Regions from separate parts of the Ovis aries genome. Here region 1 is linked to region 2. A link is a contact called in public Hi-C data. All regions are on one chromosome and are shown on one strand. The core of a region is the stretch at or near the end of the contact, and the rest is flanking DNA. Distances in the headings are between cores, read along the strand shown.

Evidence for each region. A called contact is a pair of places that touch in the nucleus more often than the background predicts.
Region 1: a Hi-C map of hypothalamus shows a contact between it and region 2, with 4 times the contacts expected there. The contact joins the promoter of TTBK2 here to the promoter of CDAN1 in region 2. A contact is called at or near these places in 6 of 16 Hi-C or Micro-C datasets (hypothalamus, liver, muscle and 2 more).

What each region holds. Positions count from the first base shown.
Region 1 is chr7:36,388,811-36,391,510 of ARS-UI_Ramb_v3.0, forward strand. TTBK2 (tau tubulin kinase 2) reads right to left here and starts at 1,445. Exons shown (of 16, transcript XM_042253050.1): 1 at 1,105-1,445.
Region 2 is chr7:36,256,478-36,259,177 of ARS-UI_Ramb_v3.0, forward strand. CDAN1 (codanin 1) reads right to left here and starts at 1,290. Exons shown (of 30, transcript XR_006060526.2): 1 at 1,175-1,290; 2 at 453-940; 3 at 36-239. TTBK2 (tau tubulin kinase 2) reads right to left here. Exons shown (of 16, transcript XM_042253050.1): 16 at 2,585-2,700.

The DNA.
Region 1 (2,700 bases), core at 195-2,694, 130 kb after region 2:
CCATCATCCTTTCCCTGACAAATGAACGTTACTCTATTCCATTCAGCCGAAAGAAAACAGCAAATACATCTTTGCAGTCTAGCTTAGCAAATCAGTATTTAGAAATCAATGCAACTGTTATTAATGGATCAGAACCAAACACTGTAACAAAATACACTGAGTGGATCCTCCGTGTGTGTGCAGGTGCACATTCATAATATCATGATCCTCACATATGTGTTAAAAACTCAATTTTTATTTAATACCAAAGCATCTTTACATAATACATGGGTTATTATAAAATTGCCCTCTTTAATGTTCAAAAAAAGAACAATTTCCAAAGTGCAGGATGAGAAGAGTAATACCGGATTGCTGCCACCTATCAACTTTAATTCAAAGCAAAGTACAACTCAATGTCATTTATACCTCTAAGGCGACCACGACTGAAATAAAATTAAGTTCACTGTGGATAAAGTATCCTGGCATCCCACTGGATTATTTACTTCTGATTTGATAGTAAGTATGTGTAGAGTCTTTTGTCCCTCCCGCAACATTCCAGGGTGTCAACACCATCTTAGTCAAAGGAAATGAGGAGCAAATCCCTCAGGTCTACCTCGCACCCTAAGTATCAGAAAGTCACGGTTTCCACGGTCGTTACTACACAACAAACAGATTCTATAGTCCCGTGCCCTCTTCTATTAGATCTGGGAAAGCGAGGTGGGAAAGAAGTGTTTAGTATATCCTGAGAATCCTCTGTGTTCAGTCCTGGTACCCGAAGCAGCATGAATACAAGTGGTATGTGGGTCACCCACAGAGAGAGAGACAGAACGAAGCTTTGTGACCCTCCCAAGTTCAGTGAAGACACCAAAAGCCTCTGGGGATACGGGGCACAACCCTCCGGGGAAACCGGGGAGAAGCAGACGGTCTCCGAGTTGGAGTGATTGAGTCTGGCGCAAGCCCAGGGCGTGGGTAGCGACCGAGGAGTCTCCGGTACCCCTCCCCTCTACACCAGGGTCCGTCACTGGGCGAGGGGCGCGGCCGGAGGAAGGGGTCAGGACCGAGAGAGGGCGGGGGGCGGGGCTCCCCCAGCGGCGTCCTGCGGGGGTCGCGGGGGGTGTGTCCTACCTGGGCCGTGGCGGTCTCAGGGATTTCGGAAGGAGGGCTCGGGTCCAGCTCAGGGCCGGGACCGGCAGCGGTCAACCCTCAGCAGACGGGACGGCCGCCGCCTGCCCATCCCCCACCGCCAAGTGCGGCGGGACCGGAGCGCGGCTTCGAGGGCCGGCCGGCTGGGTAGTCCCCTCGGGTACCGTCCGCGTTTACTGGCGGCGGCGGCGGCTGCTGCTGTTACTGCGGCTGCTGGACGCCCCCAGCCGCTGTGCTTGTGCCAGCCTCTGCTCCTCCTCCTGCCCCCGCCGCCGCCGCCTGGTCCCCACCGCTCCCATCGCCGCTGCGGCGACTACTGCAGCGCCCGCTGACCCGACCCGACGTTATTCTCCCCCTTCGCAACCCAGCACAGCCTAGCCCACCTGCCCTGCCAGTGCGCACGCCCACCTCTCCGCCACAGGTGCTGATTGGAGAGCGCGTCCCAAGCCCGCCAAGTCGGTTGGCTGGTCCCATTGCCTATCACGAAAGGGGCGGAGAGTCAGGCAAAGAGCGTCTCCGCCCCCCACCGGAGAATTGCCGCTATCTTCAGGTTTGCCTGAGAGGGCGAGTTACCGGGAAAGGAGCATCACAATGGCAGCGCGCGTGCGCGCGGGAATTCTGGTCCTTGTAGTTCCAGCCGCAGCCGCAACTGCCCTCTCGTCCCGAGCAGCGAAGTAGGGCTTCTGAGACTGGTGTTTGGCGCATAGTGGTGTCGTCCTAACTCAGCAGTTATCTTGGTTATAGAGACACAGTTATGACGCCAGGATTGGTCTTTTCGGAGGAAGATCGGAAATGCTTTGTCACGATACGAATTTACACACACCGAGGTGTTCGGTCGTGAAGGGCCCCAAATCTTGAGGCCCTGCCTTGCCACCTCCTCAGAACCCTCGCTGCCAGGATCTGGCAAACTGGCTCTATCCCCAGAACAGCCTAACATGAAGCTATTCACCGGTGTGTACTGGGAACAGGCCTGAAAGTGTAAGGAAGAAAGGAGACCAAGACCGCCAGAAAGGAGTCAGCCTGGAGCCCGGCGTATCCTTACGGTTTTCAAGAACAAGATTTCGCTCCCTTTTTGGGAAACACCCCCAGTGAAGGGTTCAATGAGCAGCCCCCGTGAGGTGTCCAGTATGGGCTTCTGGGCGACACTGCGGGAGTCCCACTAAGACTTTAAAAGAAAAGCGAGAAGGGCGGAGCAACGAGGCTGTGTGGGTTAATTTGTCTTTGGTGTATCAAGCTCTTTGGTAAAGAGGAAACCTTATGATAAAACCCCTCTGCCATCCTTACCCACCAACTTACCGAAGAAAAAGCTCAAAGAGGTTAACAGCTTTCCTAGAGCTACAAAACTAATTAGTGGAAGAACCAAACTCCAGTCTGGTAAACTCCCGTGTCCGGTGCTGTAATAATCACAGTGATTCCCAGGAGCCTGAAATCCCATGGATTGAAAAGATTGTGATGAATTCTTAGCTTCATTTTACTCTAAATCTTTTTATTTCCTCGTGACCTTATGATTAAAGTTGATTAAGAATATATAATGATTAAATATGAATCCTATATTCAGTCTCATAACTATTATTGAAT
Region 2 (2,700 bases), core at 40-2,539:
GGAAGCTGACATCCCCAGGAGCAGCAAAGCCATACCGCTCCTTCCTGAGCATCTCCCGCTCCTCTTGCAGACTTCTGCACCCTGAGGGAATCCCATGGCCCCAAGGGCTAGTGTCTAGGACTGAGGGTTGGGAACTGGGAACACAGCTGATTGGGGGTGAGGTGAAGCAAGTCTTGGGCTTGGAAAGTGATCGCTCTTCGCTCACTGGAGTTGGGTTGATCCTGCGGGAAGGCTTGGTCCTGTTGAAAAGCAGCCATAGGTTTTCCTAATTCCCATCTTCAAGCATCTCCCCCTCCACCAAAACATCTAGCACCCCTTGCAAAATGCCCCTCACCACGTAGATATTTCACCCCCTACTTTCTTGTTATTACCACGCTCTACTACAGAGCACCCAGCCTTAATTTTTTAACTCCCCTAGCAGAGCCATATTTTAGATGAGGGCTAATTCTCACCCTGCAGAGCCGGGGGGAACGGAGCCCACGGGAGGGAACTCCTCCAGGTTGCTGAGGTTTGGCGGATCAGAGCGCGCGAGGCTGGGGCTGCTGGGGCTGCCAGAGCTCCTGGGCCTCCGGCCCCCGGCCCAGGGCAGGCACTCCCCGCTGACCCCCTCCTCCAGGCCCCCGGGGCCGCGGCCTCGCTCGCGGGCCGGCCCCGGGCCCCGCCTCCTGCCCCCACGGCGGGCCGAAGGGGCGTCAGCAGCGGTGGCGCTCGAAGCCTCGATCGGAGGGAAGAGCTGGTTGCGCGCTCCGCGGCCGCCCCGCGGCGGGCCCCCGGATCTCCCTGGCAAGCCTGTCGAGGAGCCCGGGGCCTTGGCGGGGGTTGGGGGGCCCTGCGGGAGGACGCGGCTGCTCTGTTCCCTCAGGAAGTTCAGCAGGAATGGCACGAATTCCTTCCGCAGTGGCCGAAGTGAGCTCAGCGCGGCCGCCTCCCTGGGGTCATCCTGAGGGAGAAGCGGCGAGGGGAGAGAGAGTCAGTCAGCTGCCAGCCCGGGGCCGCGAGCAGCCGGGGCCGCAGGGCGTGCTGAGGGTGGCGGGCGGCCGGGGCAGCGGCCCCTAGTTGGAGCGCACTCGGCCCCGGCTGACAGCCAGGCACTCTAGAGGAATGGGACGGGAGGAGCGGTATCTCCCGCGGGAAGCAGCTTCAGGCCAGGCTGGGGGCGTGTCGGCGCTGTTACCTCCGAACTCTGGGCGCTGCGCGCGATCCACCGCACAGCGACTGCGACCGACAGCTCCTCTCGCAGCAGCGACTCCAAAACGGCCGCCATCCCGGTCAGGGCGCTCTGAGGCGACTGCGCAGGCGCCGGCGCGCCACGGGCGCCCTGGGAAGGGCGGGGCCGGCGCCGCCGGGCGACCGTTGGGCCGCGGGGCGGAGGGGGCAGGGCCAGGGGCGGGGCCGGGGCCGCCGCCGCCGCCGGCGGGGCTTCCCCGCACTGAGGCTCGACTTGGGCCTTGGCTCAAGGCCTTGGCTGGGTCCGTGGTTCCTGACAAGAGGCCCGGTGGCCCGCCAAGAGCAGTGTACTGTTGTCGGTGAAGCGAGGCCCCGGCTGCCCTGGCCCGAGGGTGACCTGCCGGGACTCGGGGACGCGGCGGGGAAGACCAAGGGTCCGGGAGAGCGGCCGGACCGTAAAGGTGAACTATTCTTCGGAGAAGATGCCTACGTCTTCTACGATAAGCACATTCTTTTCTTTCAAGTTTTCTAGATTCAATCGTCACTACCCTAAAGAAGTTACGATAAAGTTTGCTAAACTTCATTTTGACCTTGCCTTTCTCAAAAGCCGAGTTTTCAATCCCCTGCCCACTCGTTTTCCAGCAAGATCGATCATTAAGACTTTAAGACGGAGGGGCTTTTTAGGATCCTCCGCCCACAACCCTTAAAAGTGCCCCAGGCCACCCTGCACACAGAATCGCCGTCTTTATTACCCCTTATACGTTACACAAGGTTAATAGTTCAGCTACTTTGCAGTTAATAGGCATACACATGATTAGTTTCTGGTAGCTTATTTCTTAATTTTTCTTATTTCAAAAAATACGAGAATCACCTCTTTGGATGTTGCTGCTCACTGGGAACTCAAGAAAGGGACACCGGGCTGAGAAAAACAAACAGCACTAACATTCCAGGCCAAACCAAATCAGGAAGGGTGAAGCAGTGCCCGCGTGAAAGCCTCCTGAGAGGTCCCTTGGTTCAAAGGACAAGGAAAAAGAGGGGATGCTGCAAAGCAGAAATCACTCCAGTGATACAGGGACGTTTCCTGCAGAGAAGGGAAAAATACCTCCAACCAGCGATACAATGATGGGTTGAAACAGAGCTTTTAACACTTTCAATTTTATTACATGGGGAACCCTCTCCTCACATCAACCCTCTCCTCACATCTGTGAACCGTGGTTGTTGTCTGCAGAGGAAAATGAATACCTAGTTTCTCTTCCAGCGCTGCTTTTTCTAGGTCACTTCTGGATGTGGCACTGCATTTATAGAACACTTTCTGCTCCCTGTTGATCTTGTGACCTCCGGTGCATTCAATAACCATTAAATTAGAAAAATATTTCCCACTTCTGAAATCCAAACCATCACACAAATAGAACTAGAGTTTGCATGCGGAATGAATATTTTATTACTAGATTATAAAAATAAAATACAAAATAATTTTAAAACAGAACTTAAAACACTGTACAAAACTTTAATATGATACAAATGGGAAAATTA